Linked DNA regions of Sus scrofa: region 1 is linked to region 2. A link is a contact called in public Hi-C data. All regions are on one chromosome and are shown on one strand. The core of a region is the stretch at or near the end of the contact, and the rest is flanking DNA. Distances in the headings are between cores, read along the strand shown. Region 1 holds the start of ROM1 (rod outer segment membrane protein 1). Region 2 holds the start of LOC100621476 (ubiquinol-cytochrome-c reductase complex assembly factor 3).

Region 1 (2,789 bases), core at 117-2,616, 49 kb before region 2:
TGGGGGGCACCTGCAGCCGCAACAGGCGAAGGGCTTCTGCTAAGGCTGCCTTTACCAGCTCCATCTCCTTCTCCTGCACCTGAAGCCGCCGGCTCAGGGACTGCAAGGCCTCCTGAGCAGGGCCCTCAGCTGGCAAAGGGACAAGAAGCCCTCAGAATGTACCTACCACGTGGGGAAAGGCGCAGCGCGGGACTCTCTCCCCCACCCCAACTTTCACGTTTATCCAATAGGACTGCCCCCTTCCAGCAGCTCCAGCCTTGGAAGCTCTCCCAGAGGGGAGGAGACGGGTGGTAAGGGATCAAGGGCCTCCTTCTGGCAGGGCAGGCAAGGAACCTGGCAGAGCTCCCTTCCTGCTGCCGTCCCAGCCTCCGCAAAGACAGGGAGTACCATGGAGTACCAGGGGGGAAATATGGAGTACTGCCGAGGAACGTGGGAACCACAGACCAGACGGAGGCGCAGTACTGGTGAGGGACGACAGGGCCCAGCCCAGAGCAAGTTCAGGTCTCCAGGGAAGGCAGAGAAACTGAGAGGGAGCCCCAGGAGAGAAGCGGGGGACACGAGAGTACAGTCATCCCGAGGATTCGGGGGAGGAAGAGGATTGAGAGTGACAAGAGAGGTTATCGGTGGAGAGCAGAGTCAGAGTGAAGGGCCTCGAATATCAGGGCGGGGGGTCAGAAGTAAAAAGACCCAAAATACCAAGCAGAGAGGCCCAGAGTAACACGGAGGCAGGGCAACTTCGAGGGGCCCAGAGTAACATGGGGGGGTTGGATGACGTCGGGGAAGTCCGAAATGACAGTAGGAGGACCCAAGTAACTCGGGAGAGCGACCTGAGCAATAGTGGAGGATGCTCGGAGCCCCGGGGCCCGAGGAGCACGCGGGGACGCCCAGGGCAGCCGTCGGGCAATGGCAGCGCCCGACCGGCCGGCGCTCCGGGAAGGGGCACGCCGCCCACCCCACCCCGTACTCACCGGGCCCCCCGGCCCCGTCCATCCGGCCCCCGGCTTGCTCCGAGCGGCGGCGGCGGAGGAGGCGTCTAAGCCGCCGGGGCCATGGCCAGGGAGAGGGGAAGGGGAAGCACCACGGGGCGCGCGCGCAAGGGAGCCGTACCACCCCCCGGGGGCGCTGTCGGGCGCGGGGAAAGGGCCTGGAGGGGGCGCTGTGGGGCGGGGGCCGAAGGCTCCCGGGCCCACTGGGGCCTCGGACTCTCCCGGGGCCGCTCTCGGCTCCCGGGGGTAGGGTGGCGGGGCCGTCCCGGGCCCCAGCGCCGCAGCACAAACAGGCGCCGGACGCGGAGCCGCCAGGAAGCGCGGGAGGGGGGCCGGGCCAGGGGGGGGCCGGGCCGCCTGGTAACCCCTCCCTGTCCGGGCCTCGCCGCTCGCTACGGGGGCGGGGCCAGCCCGCTGACCCCCTGGCCCCCTCCGGCCTCCGCCCTCCAGGCCCTTCCGGGATCCTGGCCCCTGGACTCCCTGGGGACCTGGGAAGGCGCGCGGGCCGGGAGGTCTCCGCCCCCAGCCCCTAGCTTCTCAGGGCAGAACCGACCTGCCCCTCCCCACTTCCGCGAGGGGGCAGGGGCGGGGTCACGAAAGAGGCCCTTTGCCCGGGGGCGGGGCTTTTCCGAAGGGGCAAGGCCAAGGCATCCCGAATTGGGACTGGCAGGGGACAGGGAGGCGGGTTATTAAGTCTGTGGCGGGAGGATGCCCAAGGTATTGGGGTCACGGTGGCATTAGCCCAGCTCAAGCCGGGCTGGGCTGACGCAGCATCCTGCCGCGGCCAACCTCTGTCCCCGACAGCTCTGCTCTCCCTCGGGCAGAGATGGGAGATGGCGCCGGTGCTGCCCCTGGTGCTGCCCCTCCAGCCCCGCATCCGTCTGGCGCAAGGGCTCTGGCTCCTCTCCTGGTTGCTGGCGCTGGTCGGTGGCCTCACCGTCCTCTGTAGCGGCCACCTCCTGGTGCAGCTGTGGCACCTTGGCACCTTCTTGGCTCCCTCCTGCCCATTCACTGCCCTGCCCCGGGTTGCCCTGGCAGCCAGTGCAGTGGCTCTGGGCACAGGACTGGTGGGTTCAGGAGCCAGCAGGGCCAGTCTGGATGCAGCTCAGTACCCTCCCTGGCGAGGGGTCCTGAGCCCACTGCTGGTGGCTGGCACAGCTGGTGGCGGGGGGCTCCTGGTCCTCGCCTTGGGGCTAGCCCTGGCTTTACCTGGGACTCTGGACACCGGCCTGGAAGAGGGCCTGGGGACTGCCATGGCTCACTACAAGGACACAGAGGTGCCCGGACGCTGTCATGCCAAACGGCTGTTGGATGAGCTGCAGCTGAGACACCACTGCTGCGGGAGCCATGGGTACAAGGATTGGTTTGGGATCCAGTGGGTCAGCAACCGTTACCTGGATCCCAATGACCAGGACGTGGTTGAGTGAGTGATTTGCTTCTCCCTTTCTTCTTCCTCCTCCTCCCTCTCCTCCCTTGAAACCCCATCTCACCCAGACAATAGCGTCTAGTGATGGAAAGAATGGAATACAGCTCTGCCGTTTATTAGCTGTGTGACTCGGGGCATGTTACCAGACTGCTCTGGGCCCATTTCCCCGTCCATAGACTGGAGATAAGAGCACCATCTTACAGGGTTGCTGTGAAGATAAATGAATTATGCATGCCTGGCTCATAGTAAAGCAGTCAGTACTTGTCTCACTCGTTTTTCCCTTCTCCACTCCTGTACCCTGCAGCTCTTCCCCCGGGGCCTCCATCTCCAGACATCCTAACGCCCCTGCCCCTCCCTTTGCAGCCGGATCCAGAGCA
Region 2 (2,756 bases), core at 104-2,603:
CAACTCTGCCAATTTCTCCTCTCCCCTCCCAGCGAGTGCTGGGCAGCCTAGGACTTTCTGGATGCTGGGTGGGGCCTGGGCTATCTCCAGGCCAAGGCTCATCCTCATTCTCTGGCACAAAAGCCATGGGTACTGATACTTATGATGGTTGAACTCAGAGAAGAGAACCCCTGCTCAATGCACCCCACAGACTCCCTTTAATCTGCTTTGGAGCCTGGCCCCTTAATCACTTCTGAGGAGAGGAGGCTGACATGGCTAGGAGATTATGGGACCTCCAGGGGAGGGGACAATCCCAAGAGGTAGAATCGGAGATTTATTTCTACTCGCTAGCTGATGACACTGGGAAAGGCGGGGACGGCATCTGGATTAAAGCCCTGGAAGTGAAGAGCGTGGTTAATAGACTTGGAATTTCCTGATTCTTCCATTTACTGGATCTCCCAAATTGACATGTTTCTTTGTATCTTATTTAATAAATGTTTATATGGTGTTTGCTATTTGCCAGAAGCTATTTTATTTTTGTCTTTTTGCCATTTCGTGGGCTGCTCTCGCGGCATATGGAGGGTCCCAGGCTAGGGGTCCAATCAGAGCTGTAGCCACCAGCCTACATCCGAGCCGCGTCTGCAACCTACACCACAGCTCACAGCAACCCACTGAGCAAGGCCAGGGATCGAACCTGCAACCTCATGGTTCCTAGTCGGATTCCTTAACCACTGCGCCACAACGGGAACTCCAGAAACTGTTTTAAATGCTTTACATATGAACCTAATTATCCTAAGTTTATATTGTTATTAGCCTCATTTTCTGATGTAGAAACCAAGGCACAAAGAACTTCAATGACTTGCCCACAACTAAGAAGTGTTTTCTTCTCCAAACTCGCATTTGGGATGTTACGCAAAATCCAGTTTTCATGATTCAAAACAAAACAAAACAAACAAAAAACATGCTAAGGGAAGAGAAAAGTAATGTTTGTGTTGAACAAGAAAAATAAAACGAAATATATAAATAAAAAAATATGCTTTCCGCCACATGGTACACTAAGCTTTGAATTTTTGCTCAAGAGTTGAAGGGATTGACGTTTATAAGTATTTGGATGTCCATTATGTACTGTATTGTAAAAGCATGAGTTGTTGTAGGAAACTGCAGAGCACAGCCCTCTATCAAAGACATTGCGGAGCTGGGCAACTGTAAAACCCACAGTAACCACGAAGACACACATCCTCCCCTTCGCAATCCCACTCGGGATTTCACGACACTAAGCCCCCACGCTCGGTCTTGGGTGTCAACCCCTCCCGACCGGCTCGGCCTCCTCAGCTCAATCCAGTCTTCCCTCGCAGGCGTTGTGGATTTGAAATGTTTCCGCGGCCGGGCCTTCTCTAGCCCAGCTTCGTCTCTATGGTCCCCTGCCGAGGGGCGCTCTAGCCTGCGCCGGGGACGGTGAGACGTCGCAGCCGCCTTGCTGGGCTCCGGGCGGCTCCGGAGGGCGCCTCGCGGATCGCGCTGTCGGTCATGGAGCCCTTGCGCAAAGCGCTGATCGTGGGCGCAGTGCGGGGCGTGGGGGCTGGCGTGGGCTCTGCGCTGTTTGTCCTCGTGACCCCGGGAGAGCAGCAGAAGCAGGCGATACTAAAGGTGGGAGCAGGTGGGTAGGCGGGCAGAGAGCACCGCAGGGCTGGGGGCCCGGACCGCAACCCTCCCTTCCTCCCGGCAGGAGATACCGGAGCAGGACCCGCAGCGCAGGGACGAGGCAGCCAGGACCAAACAGCTACTGCTGGCCACTCTGCAGGAGGCAGCGGCCACACAAGAGAACGTGGCTTGGAGGAAGAACTGGATGAGCGGCGGCGGCGGCGGGAGGTCAGCCTGAGCCCGGACCTGCTCCCGTGGGCGCCGTGACCTCCGCTCCCACGCAGGAGTCCAAGGCAGCCTTTCTCCTTTGTGGGCCGGCAAGGAGTCCAGACCCAGATGCCACGCGCAGGCCTCTCCGGGTCCTGGGGAGCTGCTGCTGGGTGAGCACGTTACCCCCCGCCCCCCAAACCCTGTACTGACTGTGTTTTAACGTCTACGTTACGGGCCGGGGCGTCGGATGCGGCTTAACTGAAGGAACCAATAAATCATGTTCCTTCATCCAGAGAGTGACTCTGCAGTTTGGACGCCGGTAAAAGTCTAGAGTGTTTTGGGGGTCGGTGCTGCGAGCCCGAAAGACTGCAACTTCCGCCTGCCCCGCCCCCCATGTGAAGCTGAAGCCCAATAGGCAGAGCAACCACGTTTTCAAAAAACCACTCAGGTCATGTGGTCTGTGTGGAGTGTTCTTTGGGGATAACCAAGTGACATTCTTGAAATCATAGGTATCCTGGAAACTCGTGTGCAGTAAATGCCCGTAGAGGACACCTTGGGCTACTTTCCTTTGAATGAGGTTGGTGAGGGGAGGGGCTTTTAGTAATTAACTTGTCCCATGCTGCCGTCTGTGGTCTTTAACCCTTGGAGGCCCCACCCCCACCCCCACCCCGTGGTAGGACTAGTAAGAGGAGGGTGCTTGGAATCCGATCTCGTTTCAACTCCTGCGTGTCCTAAAACCTGAGCCTCAGTCCTGTGCCATAAAAGGTGCCATATCTTGCAGGTGGTTGTAAAGAAGGTGAATTTAGGAATGTGAAGTGCAGTGCCTGGCAGAGGGCAGCCTCTCCCTAAATGCAATGGGGTTGTCCTCCCTCCAGGTTTTCACTGCAGTGGTCGTCAAACTCTGAATTGGGTCATAGGATCTATTG

The links. Hi-C and Micro-C count contacts between places; a contact is called where the count stands out from the background.
Region 1: a contact with region 2 is called in a Hi-C map of retroperitoneal adipose tissue, with 1.9 times the contacts expected there. The contact joins the promoter of ROM1 here to the promoter of LOC100621476 in region 2. A contact is called at or near these places in 3 of 5 promoter capture datasets (fetal liver, fetal skeletal muscle and liver), 23 of 47 Hi-C or Micro-C datasets (alveolar macrophages, blood, embryonic fibroblasts and 12 more) and 2 of 2 datasets of contacts at active chromatin or transcription factors (alveolar macrophages and skeletal muscle).

What each region holds. Positions count from the first base shown.
Region 1 is chr2:9,126,192-9,128,980 of Sscrofa11.1, reverse strand. ROM1 (rod outer segment membrane protein 1) reads left to right here and starts at 1,366. Exons shown (of 3, transcript XM_005660795.3): 1 at 1,366-2,409; 2 at 2,776-2,789. The coding sequence starts at 1,820. It overlaps EML3 (echinoderm microtubule-associated protein-like 3), which reads right to left and starts at 1,301. Exons shown (of 22, transcript XM_003122621.4): 1 at 969-1,301; 2 at 1-129. The coding sequence starts at 990.
Region 2 is chr2:9,077,246-9,080,001 of Sscrofa11.1, reverse strand. It overlaps LOC100621476 (ubiquinol-cytochrome-c reductase complex assembly factor 3), which reads left to right and starts at 1,353. Exons shown (of 2, transcript XM_003353827.3): 1 at 1,353-1,626; 2 at 1,706-2,756. The coding sequence starts at 1,507. The coding sequence ends at 1,858.